Regions from separate parts of the Sus scrofa genome. Here region 1 is linked to region 2. The links are chromatin contacts, called in public HiChIP or PLAC-seq maps. All regions are on one chromosome and are shown on one strand. Each heading gives the region's core, a stretch centred on a gene start, on an enhancer-like site or on the middle of the called end of the contact. The rest is flanking DNA. Distances are from core to core; before and after follow the strand shown.

What was found. HiChIP or PLAC-seq counts read pairs in DNA pulled down with a chosen protein or histone mark.
Region 1: a contact with region 2 is called in an H3K27ac HiChIP or PLAC-seq map of skeletal muscle. The contact joins two enhancer-like sites. A contact is called at or near these places in 1 of 47 Hi-C or Micro-C datasets (brain) and 1 of 2 datasets of contacts at active chromatin or transcription factors (skeletal muscle).

Annotation. Positions count from the first base shown.
Region 1 is chr16:46,945,007-46,951,514 of Sscrofa11.1, forward strand. No RefSeq gene overlaps it. Among named protein-coding and RNA genes, the nearest start is that of SLC30A5, 340 kb to the right of the region's middle. Within about 2 kb of position 2,630, at least 8 of the 83 cell types and tissues checked have an H3K27ac peak or open chromatin away from gene starts, as enhancers often do. A contact at or near this core is called in skeletal muscle, where this site is marked.
Region 2 is chr16:46,711,421-46,718,873 of Sscrofa11.1, forward strand. All of the region lies in intron 2 of LOC102159645 (a long non-coding RNA gene), which reads right to left. Among named protein-coding and RNA genes, the nearest start is that of PIK3R1, 280 kb to the left of the region's middle. Within about 2 kb of position 2,236, at least 1 of the 83 cell types and tissues checked has an H3K27ac peak or open chromatin away from gene starts, as enhancers often do. A contact at or near this core is called in skeletal muscle, where this site is marked.

The sequences.
Region 1 (6,508 bases), core at 1,380-3,879, 230 kb after region 2:
GCCTCAGGATTCAAACACGATTAGATAAAAGAGCCTTTTCAGACAAGGCTTAGACTCATTCCAATCTTCTGTACCCTCTCCTCTAAGCATAAAACATTGTTAGAACTGAAGGCCTGCAAGATGCTGAATCATCAAAGCAAGACTAGATCGTGTCCATGTACTGTGCATAGACAAAAAAGCAAACGGAAACATTTTAAAAAGGATTGCAACATCAAGGATTAAAGCAAAGGGGGTTTTATGTTTAACTAGGAGTTAAGCATAAATTCTATTTCCCAGAATTCCATTAATAAAGGTTTTGCTTCTAAAGGGTTTGGAGGCACTGTACAATATCTGCTTGAGACCTTGGGCCACAGTAGGATAAATAAGCAAAACACAAAAATACCAAAACTGACTGGAATTTCTCCCCAAATATGCAATGCTCTTTGAAAACTAAAGGAAGAGACTAGCAAAAAGGTACATATTGCTCTGTTTTAAGCAAAATATTGCTTAAGAAAAAGAGAGCCGAAAAAGCTCACTCAACAAGATCAGCTCTTGAGTCCCCTTCTCGTAGAGGCCAACTAATCTGGTAATCAGAATCACTTTCCATCTACCCATGGGTCCTGTTGAGGTCCTTAATTCTTGTATTATGTAGACTTTAAAACCAATTGCTAGAAGAATGTATCAAGGAAAGTTTCAAAGTCATCTTAAGGTTAATTTCCCTCAAGAAATTCCTGGCTTTTCTTCTTTTGGTGCCTCCCTGTCCCTCTACTTAATTGCTTCTGTCTTCCTCCAGTCTAACCCCAACTTGATCTTTCTCACCAAGGTCTGTCCCAGGACTGGCAGAGCAGACAGGAAAGTTCTTTAAGAATATAGAGTTTACTATTAATAGCAGTGACATAGGCCATTGAAAGCCTTAGGCAGTCAAGTAAGGAAATCTGTCAGCCTGGATTAGCTTTCCAGCACCTGGGAGGTAGGACTTATTTATAAATAAAAATAGACAGCGAAAATGGCTGGCCCCTTATAGGCCCCTGATGTCTGAGAAGGCTTGTATGGATGGATCCAAGTCCAGAGGCTTTTCCCAGCTGTCCTCCAAACCTAGCAGCAAACTTCTGTTTCTGAAATTGGAATTAACAAAAGGCAGCTTATTTTAGTCCAAATCAAAATCCCTGCTTGTATAGGCAATGTGTCACCTTCCATGGATTTTCAAACACTTTTCCACATTAACCAGATCTCCAGTCCTGTAACAGAAACCACCCATGTCATGGCATCCTCTAGAATTCATATGTCAAAGTTATTGATAGGTTCTTTGCCAGAACGGGGTCCTTGCCTCTACTTCACTCTCTGGTACTCCCTGCATCCTCCATGGATGGACCATGCTTCCTCCATGAGAGATTAAGAGCTCTACATCTTGGCCTTGGTTGAATTCCTTTTCTCATCACAGAAGAAATTGTAAGTATCAAGTCAAAATCTTCTGAAAAAAGCCTACATTTTAGAGGAGCATTTTGAGGTTCATTCACTAAGGCTCTGAGTTCTAGAAGCTACATTCAGACACCTATTGCCAAGTTTAGAGGTCAGGTGACCACAGGTCTAATTCACTTTGACCAAGCAATGAAACTACAAAATATACATGTATGGCTCTATTCTTGAGGCTTTATAGATTGGATCACTGTGCTTCAATGGTCTACGATCCAGAGACCTATATGGTACCATTGTACTGAAAATCTACTTTCAAATATCTCAACAATGGGGACCTTACACGCACGCGCACACACACACACACACACACACACACACACTGAATTTTCTTGGGAAATGGTGGTCCTATTGTGTAAACTAATACAGTTGGCCAGAGCATTTTCTTATGCTATTCAGCCTTTCAATTCCCATCTTGTCTTCTAATTATACCATCTCCTATTATAACAATCCTTGCCTTCTGAGGCATCAGGAATTAGTAGATTATTACCATTCCCCCATTATCTACCCATTCTTTGCTCCTTTAATCTTTCCTCTGATCAGATTCCCTGAGTCCTCCATACCTCCAACGATTTCTTCTCCTTGCCCTTCTCCAATTCCCAAAGGTTCTATGCCCCTAAACTAAGCTTCATAAAATCAAAGTGATATTCCAGATGCTTGCTCTCTGAGGAGCCAAGAGACCAGCTGTCACCTCTGGCCTCTGTTACTCCGTGACTCAGGGTATGCGTCCCAGAATAGGTCTGGCCTTTCGTGCTGCCTTCTCTCATTGCTGTCTGGCTGTTCGGGAACTGATCACTATCACCCCAGCTCCCCTTTGGCATTACTGCTTTCCAGGTTTCTTCTCCCTATAAAGTGTACATTTTTCAGATTATCTTCCTTCAAACTTGAATAGGCCACTGGTCAGCACTCCCAGAAAGGATTGTCTTTAATATCAACCTGGTTTAGAAATAGCCCCAAAACGTCCATAAATATTTTTACAAAAAAAAAAAAGAAGAAGAAGAAGAACTTTGTAAGATTTTCCACTCTGTAAGGAGAAAACGAGAGGAAAATTTACTTATGATTTTAGGCTCTTAATTACAAACAATATTCTTGAGAAAGTAACAGAACATCCCAGGCAGAATCTGCCTCTGAAAGGATTGGATGGGCTTGTGACGGGTGACTGGGCATCATGCCTGCAACTACAGAGAGGAGGTTTTCCCTTGCTACAGCCAATTCCCCTGTGGCTATGCGGACCTGCCTTGGGCTTCTCTGTGGTGCTCTGTTGCCTGGGAACCCCACTTTCTTCTCTCTGCCTCCCCCAGGATCTGGGGAGCTCAAATATGGCAGGTGGCAGGAAGGGGGTCCATGGGAACCAAGGGTCCCACCCTCCTCCAGGAAGGTGCAGGGGCCCACGCGGTGCCCTGGGGAAGTGCCCTGGGAGGCACTCATTTCAGGAACTCCCAGGCCCACAGCACTAATCCCTACAGCTTCAGGGGGAAGAACATCCCTATTTTAAGACTCACCCAGGTCTGAGTCACTCCTCCACTTTAAGGTCAGTGAAGGAAACATAGTTCTCAGCCGTTCTCTCTGCATGCTTCATTTTCTTCAGCCTCAATGATCAATTGGTTTACCACAAAGTGTAAAAGGAGCTTGCAAAGCAAGGGTAACCAAGGAAGCTATGGTGTCTGGAATTGTAATAACAGAGGCAAAGCTGAGTTATATGAGATCTAAAAATAAGTCACTAACCATATCCTACTTCCTCTAACTCCCATACACAGGTACCTAGAAAAGAAAACCACCTAAGGTGCAAAAGAATCAATAAAGAACACTATGATTAACCACAGCCCACCCTGACTCAAAGAAAGAGTCTTAACCCCAGAGTGAACAGTCTTTTAAGCAATGAGATGACAATGATATACATATATATTATACATACTGATATATATTTATGCTATCAACATATTATGTATTCTATACTACGTTATTATAATATATAATTATATGTATATAATTATATATATATTAATGATGCTTTGTTGTAAGCTAATTTGTCACTATTGTACTAGCATATAGATGGTCTTCACATAAGCCATTGCAGTAATTATAAAAGAATACCACATCAGGAGTTCCCGTCGTGGCACAGTGGTTAACGAATCCGACTAGGAACCATGAGGTTGCGGGTTCGGTCCCTGCCCTTGCTCAGTGGGTTAACGATCCGGCGTTGCCATGAGCTGTGGTGTAGGTTGCAGACGCAGCTCGGATCCCGCGTTGCTGTGGCTCTGGCGTAGGCTAGTGGCTACAGCTCCAATTCGACCCCTAGCCTGGGAACCTCCATATGCCGCTGGAGCGGCCCAAAGAAATAGCAAAAAGACAAAAAAAAAAAAAAAAAAAAAAAAGAATACCACATCACATCCACGGCATTTGCTACCCTTTGTGTAAACCACTGCAGGTCAGTGAACTCTTACACAGAGTTTGCCTGCAAAAAGATGTATTTCTTCCTTGTTAGCAAGCTACTGTTTAAACAGCTGTGTGTTTTAATATTAACATAATAATAACAGCTCATGTTTATTGTACATGTACTCAATAACTCATTACTAACTTACTTAATCCCTATAAGAACCATATGAAGGGCCCTTTTTCATACAGGAAGAAACAGAGGCTTAGAGAGCACAAGCAATTTGACCAAAACTATACCATTTACAAGTGTGAGAATTTAGGTTCGAAGTGCGATCTTCCTAGCTACTCACCTTAAAGACTTAATTACATTTCTAGACTGCTGCTTATAGAACCAAAGTTTGAGGACTGAGGGTTTCAATTGCAAATTCACATTCCTGCAGTAAGATTTTTTTCACACTTTAAATGATATCATTTAAAGAGTTCCCATCATAGCTCAGCAAAAATGAATTGACTAGTATCCATGAGATTGCAAGTTTGATCCCTGGCCTCACTCAGTGGGTTAAGGAGCCGGCGATGCTATGAGCTATGGTGTAGGTCACAGACAGAACTCAGATCCCCTGTTGCTGTGGCTGTGGAGTAGGCCATCAGCTACAGCTCTGATTCGACACCTAGCCTGGGAACTTCCATATGGTGCAGGTGCAGCCATGGAAAGAAAAAATGTTTTCTTAAATTATTACTGTTATACACTTGGCATTCAAAACTGCATAACTTGGAGTTCCCATTGTGGCACAGGGGGTTAAGCACCTGGCATTGTCACTGCTGCGGCATAGGTCACAGCTGTGGCTCAGATGTGACCCCTGGCCCAGGAACTTCCATATGCTGTGTGTGCAGCCAGAAAAAAAGAGAAAAGAAAAAACTACATACACTCTAGTCAAGAGAGTGCCCTGCATAACTTACTTTGGGCCTCAGACATGTCACAATTCCTGGTCATCCCATATGAAGATTCAAATGACCTGAAGAGGCAATTCAGACATGCATAGTTTCATCAGTCTAAAAGCTGTCATCATGGGGTGCCTACCAGTTTCACATATTGTGCCAGTAGGCCTTATGTGCAAAAATCACATATCCCCCTCAATACCTCTGCAAGAAAGATATTATTTTCTCTGCTTTATCAGTGATTAATCAGAACATCAGCAATTAAGTAAATTGCCCATAGTCATACAGCTCACACATAGTCAAGATAAGTCTTAGACATGAACATAGTTTGACTCCAGAATCTTTTTTTTTTTTTTTTTTTTGCCACCACTTGCTACTTCTCTGACTTCTTCAAATAGGTAACAGTGTGTACTCAGTGGCTCAGAAGTTTTCCTGGGCCGTAAAAATATCCAGTCAAGTTCCAGAAACTGTGAATTTTGGTAAATAAAATAACAACAACATCTGAGTTTCTCTGTCAGAGCCGCAAAATAAACCATGCTAGGTATTCATCATCAGAAACAAAATCTACATCTATCTTTGGGTGGTGATGAATATTAAGGTTATGTAAAGCAACAATGGACTCACTTATTTTTCATCAAAAAAAGTTAATTATATTGAATAAACCTAATTAGTAATCACCAGCTGCCTTGTTACATCTCTGGGGGATTGCAGTTTTGTGTTCCCACAAAACACTTACTTCATTGTTTAATTTCATCTATTTGGTGCCCCAGCTTCCCAGCAAGGATTGTAAATGTGTTGAAGGCAAGAAACCCTTTCTTCTCCATCTTTGCATTGCCTTTTGGTGTTAAGTATGGCGCCTTGCACAGAACGGATGCCCGCTAATATATAACAATCAGCTTTGAAGTCTTAACAAAATGATTACTAAAAGAAGCCCATTGGAAGTCTTAGTGATAAATTTCACAATTCTGCAACAGGGTGTCTAAGAAATCCCTACAACTGACTTGCTCAGCCAACTTGCTCGGCTCTGTGAGATCAGATGTGCACTCTCTAGACCTTGGTTCACAACCCTAAATGCCTGAGGAATGGCCCATAGTACAGGTAAGGTGAATTTTGTCATTTTTGTGTAATTCAATTTGTTTATGTATGGTAAGAGGTATAAGAAATCTTAGCAGGGAGCCCCAAAGGTAATCCTAAAAAGAGCAGGATTCTGGCTGAGGGCCTCATCGATGTGTCTACAGAAAACCAGCTGAAGCCCCTGGTCAGTCCAAGGCTACCAGTACAACTACGAGTGCCTTCCTCCTTCCTCCTGATGCTCATTTGTCTTTCTCAGCAGGACCCCATGCTCTCAGCTGAAAAACAGATTACTGAAGTTATATCAACAGGCAAAAGCAGGGAAGTTGTAACCAGAGCTTTAGTCTAAAAATTGAATCACTAGTCACATCATACACCATTACCTAGAAGTAAAAATTAACAGTAACTCAAAGGAACATAGAAGCACATTCAGTATTTAAAATTGAACCACAGGGCCCCTTGGCAAATGTAACAAAAACCCTGATGCCAGAGATAAAAATAGCTTTCTTAAAGGAAAGCACTGTCCTCAAAAGATAGAACTAGTTGTGACAGTATGATCAGATGGATACTGGCACACCTGGAAAAAAGCATTGTTCAGAGAATCTTCTTAGATGAATAGGACCTTTCTTTGATTGGCATCTCTTTTCAACTCAAGACTTCTGTCTTCAGGTCT
Region 2 (7,453 bases), core at 986-3,485:
GTCAAATAATAACAATAACTAGGGAATTCCTATAGTGGTTCAGTGGGTTACAAACCCAACCAGTGTCCATGAGGAGACAGGTTCAATCCCTAGCCTTACTCAGTGGGTTAAGGATCCGGAGTTGCCATGAGCTGCGGTGTAGGTTGCAGATGCAGCTCAGATCCTGCATTGTGATGGCTGTGGCATAGGCTGGCAGCTGCAGCTCTGATTCAACCCCTGGACTGGGAACCTCCATATGCTACAGGTGCAGCCCTAAAAAGCAAAAAAAAAAAGGTAAAATGTATTGAGTCCTAACTATGTGAATAACACTTGCCCACATTTTGCAGAAATGAAGAAACTGAAGGACTCAGAGCTGAAATCACGTGTTTAGGACCATACATCCAGGGAGAGCCATATCCAGGACTTGAACCTGTCAGGGTCCAGATCCTTAACCACTACATTAGATGACCTAGGACACAATTGTTTGAGACATGTCATCCAGGTAATTTTCTCCCCAATTGTGAATTTCTCACCCTTTGCAAAGCTGTAGTTTTCCAGGGGCCCACAGAGCATACCCTGGGAACCTACACTTAGGGTAAAAGTTCTAACTCATTTTGGAGTGTTAAGCTGCCATTGGGACTCATTTGCTACCAGAAAGGTTCCTATTTCTGAAAGCCTATTATGAAAATGCAGGAGCCATGCTTCCCCTGTGTGCCCTAGAGCTCTCTTCAGTAGCTGTATACCAGCCAACTGGATGAAAAGCTGGGACACCGCCCTCTTTCCAGTCCTCTGTACCACATAAAATAACTTAAAACATTTGAGTCCCCTGGACCCTTGCATTGTCCGTCAGCTTGAGCAATAAAATTACAGCCAGTACCCCCTGGGTTATGTCCTTACTGACAATGCAGATTCACAGAAAAGGAATTTAGGTTAAAAAAAAAGATGGTGTCTTAAATACTAGGACCACAATGCCAGAACAATCCTTGTTTGCCAAGTAGAAATTTATGTAATCATGAGACTAAAGACACTTCTTATTTCCAAAATGTTACTGCAACCAGCATAGTAATTCTTCCTAAGTAAGTGCCAAAATACTTTTCCCTGAGTCCTCCTAAGAGCTTTACGTTGATAGAAAATTATCCTCTTGAAATTATACAGTCAACTCCAGAACTCTAGCTGTGCAACGTGAGAAAGGAAGGCAGGAAGGAAACATTTCAACTGAGATGTACATTATGAGGGAGGAAAAGAAATAACATCCTGACCCATATATACAATTTTCTGGGCCATAAATGCTATTTGCTTAACAGAAACTTTAGAATCAAAAGCAATGATAGAAAATTATGATGTTTATCTGTCTGGAGGGATAAAGCTGGAGAGCTTGTCATATTTCTCACTCATACAGCTTGGGGCCAACAGACATGCTGTGACTGGATAATATCATGTACAATGACTGGAGGGAAATATATGAAAGCTGACCCAGTGTAGCCTATCCACTGTGGCATTTGGGTAACCGGTAACAGGCTGACAGATGAAAGATTACGTGACTGCCTCATACAACATGGCTTTCTTTATTAAAATACATGCCCAAATTATGTTTTTCAGGGGTTGTTGTTGTTTTGGTTTTTTGTTTTGTTTCGTTTTGTTTTGTTTTTTGCTTTTTACAGCTGCATGTATGGCATATGGAAGTTCCCAGGCTAGGGGTTGAATCAGAGCTGCAGCTGCTGGTCTACATCACAGCCACAGCAATGTGGGATCTGAGCCATGTCCGCAACCTACACAGATCACAGCAACACTGGATCCTTAATGCACTGAATGAGGACAGGGATTGATCCTGCATCCTCATGGATACTAGTTAGGTCTGTTACCACTGAGCCACAATGGGAACTCCCAAATTATGTGTTTTTTTAAACAAGTTTAAATTCCATGGGAGTCTATCTCTAAGTCACTGGACTCTTGTAAAGAAATGTCTGATCACTTAGTCCAAGGTCCTAGAATGGGATTCCAGACTCAGGCAAATGCTCTGGTCAGGGCCTGTGGATAGGTGACAGGTGGTGGATTTTTGCCTTTCAACACATAACCGTAACCCTATGCACTGTCTGAGTTTATTTTCATTCACACACACAAGGGCTTATTGTTTACAATAGGCTGTCCTCCAAACCCATTTCCAAGAAAAGATTCTCCATGTGTGTCACCCTGCATCACTTCCCAGGCTGCACAGCGACCATAAGGGCTCTAGGACCCAGGGCCAAGTGTCAAGTGCCAATAATGGGGCAGCTTAGGGAGTGGTGACATTTATGGTCCTTGTTACTATTTATATTAGTGTCCCGTCCAGACTAGTCTCAGATGCATCTTGGATGCATTACTCAAAATTTACAGGCTTACTTCTACTTTCTCACCTGGAATAAAAACTAACACACATTTCACCAAGCCACCTCTACTTGTTACAAAAGGAGAGAAGAAGAGAAGATTTTGTCTCACAGTCAGGTTCCTATCTCAAGGTGGGAAAACTTGGTAATTTATACTTAAAAGTAAACAAGCTATATCCACTGTCAGCCTATGAGGCGTATAAACATAAAATGGGCAATTTCTAATTTTATTCCTGGTACTGTGTTCATATTCGAGTCAAACTTGCCTTGCCTTTATTTTGAACTTGTGAGTGCAGGCCCCCACTTTCACCTGTGACCATGTAATTCCACTATGCTTTTCAGAAGGGTTAGCGTCAACCAAGGAACATGAATTTGAGCACAAACTCTAGCCATATGACTCCAACTAAAATGTGAGGCAAAGAACAGCTCTGAGATTCATGAACGTCAGTTTACTTTGGGGAGAATCTGGATAAAACTTGGTCTCAAAATAGCCTGGACAATTTTAGTTTTCTGACAGCATTTGGTGGTAAGCCTGTTAAAGAACACCATCTTGAAATTTCCCATTTATGTTCTGTAGATAGCAGATCATCTGGACACACTCAGAACTTCAGAAGCATTAATCACCAAGACACACCTGGCATGAAATAGAGATATGAAGAGAAAAAGATATAGAGTCTTAGATGGACCCCATTCTTATGTTTTCTACATGTATGCCAATTTGATGAGTTAACCACTTATTTCACTGACAAGCCATAGGTTCTCTAGGATGTAGGGGTTAAGACACAGATGCTGAAGTTACAAAGACTTGATTCTGAATCCCAGCTCTGCTATGTACTGGCTGTGTGAACCTGGACAGGTTCCTTAGCTTCTCCAAGCCTTAGCTTTCTAATGAGACAAAATGTGTTAGGACTGTCTTAGTATCTGCATATCTGGGGACTCTGCTCTTCCCTGTACCCTTTCCTTTTCAACGAGTATTAATAAGGATGACACGTGTGGAAGAGCTCAGCCTGTAGTCGGTTCTCACCAACTATTACTCTGTCTTTATGGCCCAATGATGTAAGACTGAAAATTACTGTTTTTTTATTACTGTTTGATAAAGGTCATTTAAATATTGCTACTTCTGATTCTAGTTATCAGGTCACTTTGAGGCATACAACTTTGTTCTGGGCTGCACTATATGAGAGGCTCAGTTGATGTGAGGCTAGTGTTTACCCAGTGTCCTTGTGGAAGAGTTCTAATAGGGTGTTTCCTGACTTGACAAAGTCTCAGTTTTTGACCGCTACTGGCAAGGGCATTCAATACACTAATGGACACTCCTTCAAGGTCAAATCCTGTATTTATAATGTGATTTGGGAGATTCTTTGGCAGTTGAAAAGAAACAAGACTCAAAGTCCTTATTTTAGGTACTCCTAGTTAGAACATCTGTGAAATACTGAAATGTTTTTAATTGAATGAATTTAGCAGGAAAAGTCACTGGGGTGGGACTTAAGGGGGAACTCACCATCAGGTCCATTGAGTGCCTTTAGTTCGAGAATAGGGTTAAGACTGTCCAAGAGGAGAGCTGGTCTGGCACTGATATTGTCCTTTCCTGACTCAGTCATCTTCATGCCATGGCTGTGCCCCATGGAATATAGCTGGGTATGTGAGAAAGCAGACTGAGCACAAAGACTTGCCTTGCTGAAATCCTTCTTGCCCTGGCCCTGTGGAACATGATACTCCAGGGAGGTGCACTCTGCCCAGCCAACCCCCCCCCTGCCCAGTCCCAGATGGCTGGTGGCAACAGCCTCTGTGCTTGTACTAGACTGATGGATTAATGCTTTCAGTAGGGACACAGCGAGAGCTGTCATCTTTTTCCGTGAGTAACTGTGTTATCCTATGTGGACCTGGGTTCTCAGTCTTCTCATGAGCAATGGCCAGAAAAGAAAGGATAGACTTCTCTTCTCAGTGAGAAGAGGGGATCAGAGTTATTATACATAGAAATTTCAAAGAAATTTGAGGTTATTTCATATATTAGTGATGCCTAGGTGCATCTGAGTTGGCAGTCTCGATAACATCGATTTCCAAGTCCCTCTGCAAATCCTTAAACAGAACAATTTGTGAAAATTGAAAATCGCCACGAGCTCACATCTTAGAACCAGTTATATCTCTTTCTCATACTGCTTTCCAGTCCAGATTTCCAAACGAGGATGGTACTAAAATGCAGGTCAGGATCACAAGTAGGTTAACATCATCTGAGCTGGACAATTCATTTCCCTTCAATGACTGTTTTCCAATGCCTTTCTCCCACTAGCCCGACCTTTGGCCAATCACAATTAATTATCAAAACTTGCATTATCCAAGATTGCTGGTCTTGGAGGCAGAAAGGGCATTTCATTGGAATGATCCTGTGTCTCAGCATTCTTAAAGAAAGATCCAAATGAGCTCATTCGAAATAAATGTGGTTGATATTCTTGTGATGGTACCATGAACAGGACAAAAACAAGGACCTTAATCCTAGCTTTGTTTAATATAGGCTCCAAGGCATCCACATTGGTTGTAGAGCAAATCTGTCAGGTTGTGTACAACTTTAAATAAATGGTATGATACAGAGAATAACCTTTATCTTTTTTTAAAGAAGCAGATACAGAATGGGCAGTTTTATAGTCTGACCCATCTAGCATTTTTTACCTGATAATCTCAAAGCAATTCTCCGCATCAATACTAACATTTGTTCTACTGTCAGTAGGTAGGGAAGGTACCAAACATTTGCTCACCAGTTGCGTACTTTTGCTCCCAGCATCAGCTTTGAGAGTAAAATGGAAGGGGAATTGCAGAGCTGGAATATAGACCCCTGTCTCTCAGTCTTTCATTCCCACCAGCATCCTCACGTCATTTTTGCTGGGCAGTTGAATAGATGGGGTGTAGGGTAATGCGTGTATTCATACGACTTGCTTGATTGATTCCTAGAATTTGGCCTGGGGTGGGGCTTCAGTTGTAAGGGACGCCTTCCATTTGGGGACTTGAGAAACTGCAACATGATCAAGCTCTCTAGTCTGTCGGGCTTGAATGAGCCCAACAGGAAGGAACGTCCCCTGTGACCACAATGCCATTGAGACATGGAGCAGTCTCCTATTCACCTACTAAAAAATTCTGAGTATCACACTTCCTGGGCGCCCATTCACTAAATTCTTTAGGGAATTTAGGTCAGACACATAGACCTTAGCAATCCTCTAACTTTGCTGACAAAGGAACAAGGACAAAGAAATGGCAGGTCTACGACCCAGACAACTTTTCTTCCTTTCTACCACGCTCCTCTCTCTTACGTAAAGACAAATAAGGTGTGACTTTGGTCCTGGAGGGGCTCACAATGGAGGTGAAATGAGACTTCATGCAAATGAACAATGACTATCACAGCAGGAGATTTTGATCGGGAGGGACAGAGAATTAATAATGCTGAGCACCTGCAATATGCAAAAGATTTCATAGGACATTTTCTCACCTAATCCCCACATCAAAGTCAGGAGGAATATATAATCCTCCCATTTGGGGAATAAGGGAACTGAAACTCAGAGGTCCCATGATTCTTCACTGGCAGGTGCATGGCACTGTGGTCCAGCCATATACCTACAGCCCTCGAGACTCAGAGTCAGTGGACTCCCAAAGAGGAGTGGTCCAGTCAGAGAAGGATGCTCAGAGAGGTGAGGCTAGAGTTGGTTTATTGCCCTTGCTTAGGCGCAGAAAAGCCTTAGCAGATGGAGGAAACACAGATGGCCTCCCCATAATTGCGTCACCACCCAGAGAAGTTTGGAACCAGTTACACACCCACTGCTTCACAGTCTCAAATGTAAATTGCCTAGAAAATTGAGCCTGATGAAGGGAAAATTTGCATCTTAAACCTGCAGCGGCCTCATTTACAGATGATCTATTCTGGGCAAGGAGTTACACAATATGTAACAGGGAGTTCCTGAGGATGTAGAAGACCCTGACACCTCTTTTGTGAGTTGTATCATTTCATGATGAATCGGAACAGCCATCAGTAAGGGTGTGAGGGGATGGACAGTTGGACACAGCTACAGACAGGCACCGGGGAGAGACAGGTTGAGTACAGTGAGGACAGGGAGGGTGGCAAGGATGTGTCATGTCAAGTTTAAGGATGAGGAATATCCTGAGTGGTGGCTTGAAGGATGTGCTTGGCAGAGAGTGGGGAAAAGCACTTGAGGGAAGGTTTGAAGAGAAGGGAATCCCATGCTTAGTTGGGACAAAAAACACAAAACAGAGCATAGGAGCTGGAGATGAAGCAGTTTGGTAAGAAGTATAGGTTTGGAAGTTTAGAAATTTATAAATTCAACCACAGTACCTGTTATTACCTATATACATAATGTTCAGACCTCCTCAAGGATCCCCTTCCTCTGTGAAGGCCTTTGCATGTGACTCTACTATCACTGTCCTATTTCCTTATACATAGGGTCCTGGTAAGCATGGAAAGTCAGGACTGAGATTTTATCATCCTCTTCCTCGAACCAAAGAAGAGGTTCAAAGCAACACATCAACGAGACTCAAATAAACCCTGAATTTGAATTTTATGAAAGAGCTTCAGCAAACAGTCAACTGAAGTGTATCCAGGAAATTAGTCTTTGCATTGTCATTGAGCAGGAATTGCCATTGAACATACATTTGATGGAATCCCAAATTTCCCAAACTCCTGGTGGCCATAAAGGTGGAAACCAGAACTGGTATTTAAAGCCAAGTCTCTTATGCAGGAAAAAAAGTGAAAAATGTCTTTCCAGAGGAAGCTCTGAACAAATGGAGTGATCTAGAGGCAGGTGCTTCAGACAGGGGATGGTAAATATCCTGGCGAACAATGTAAGAAGTTGGAACAGGTCAGTGGGTTCATTTAAGAAAAATTAATGTTTGGGAGTTCCTGTCATGGCTCAGTGGTAATGAACCCAACTAGTATTCATGAGGATGTAGGTTCGATTCCTGGCCTTGCTTGGTGGGTTAAGGATCTTGCATTGCTGTGAGCTGTGGTATAGGTTGCAGACATGACTTGGATCCGGTGTTGCTGTGGCTGTGGTGTAGGCCAGCAGCTGAAGTTTTGATTCATCTCCTAGCCTGGGAACTTCCATATGCCG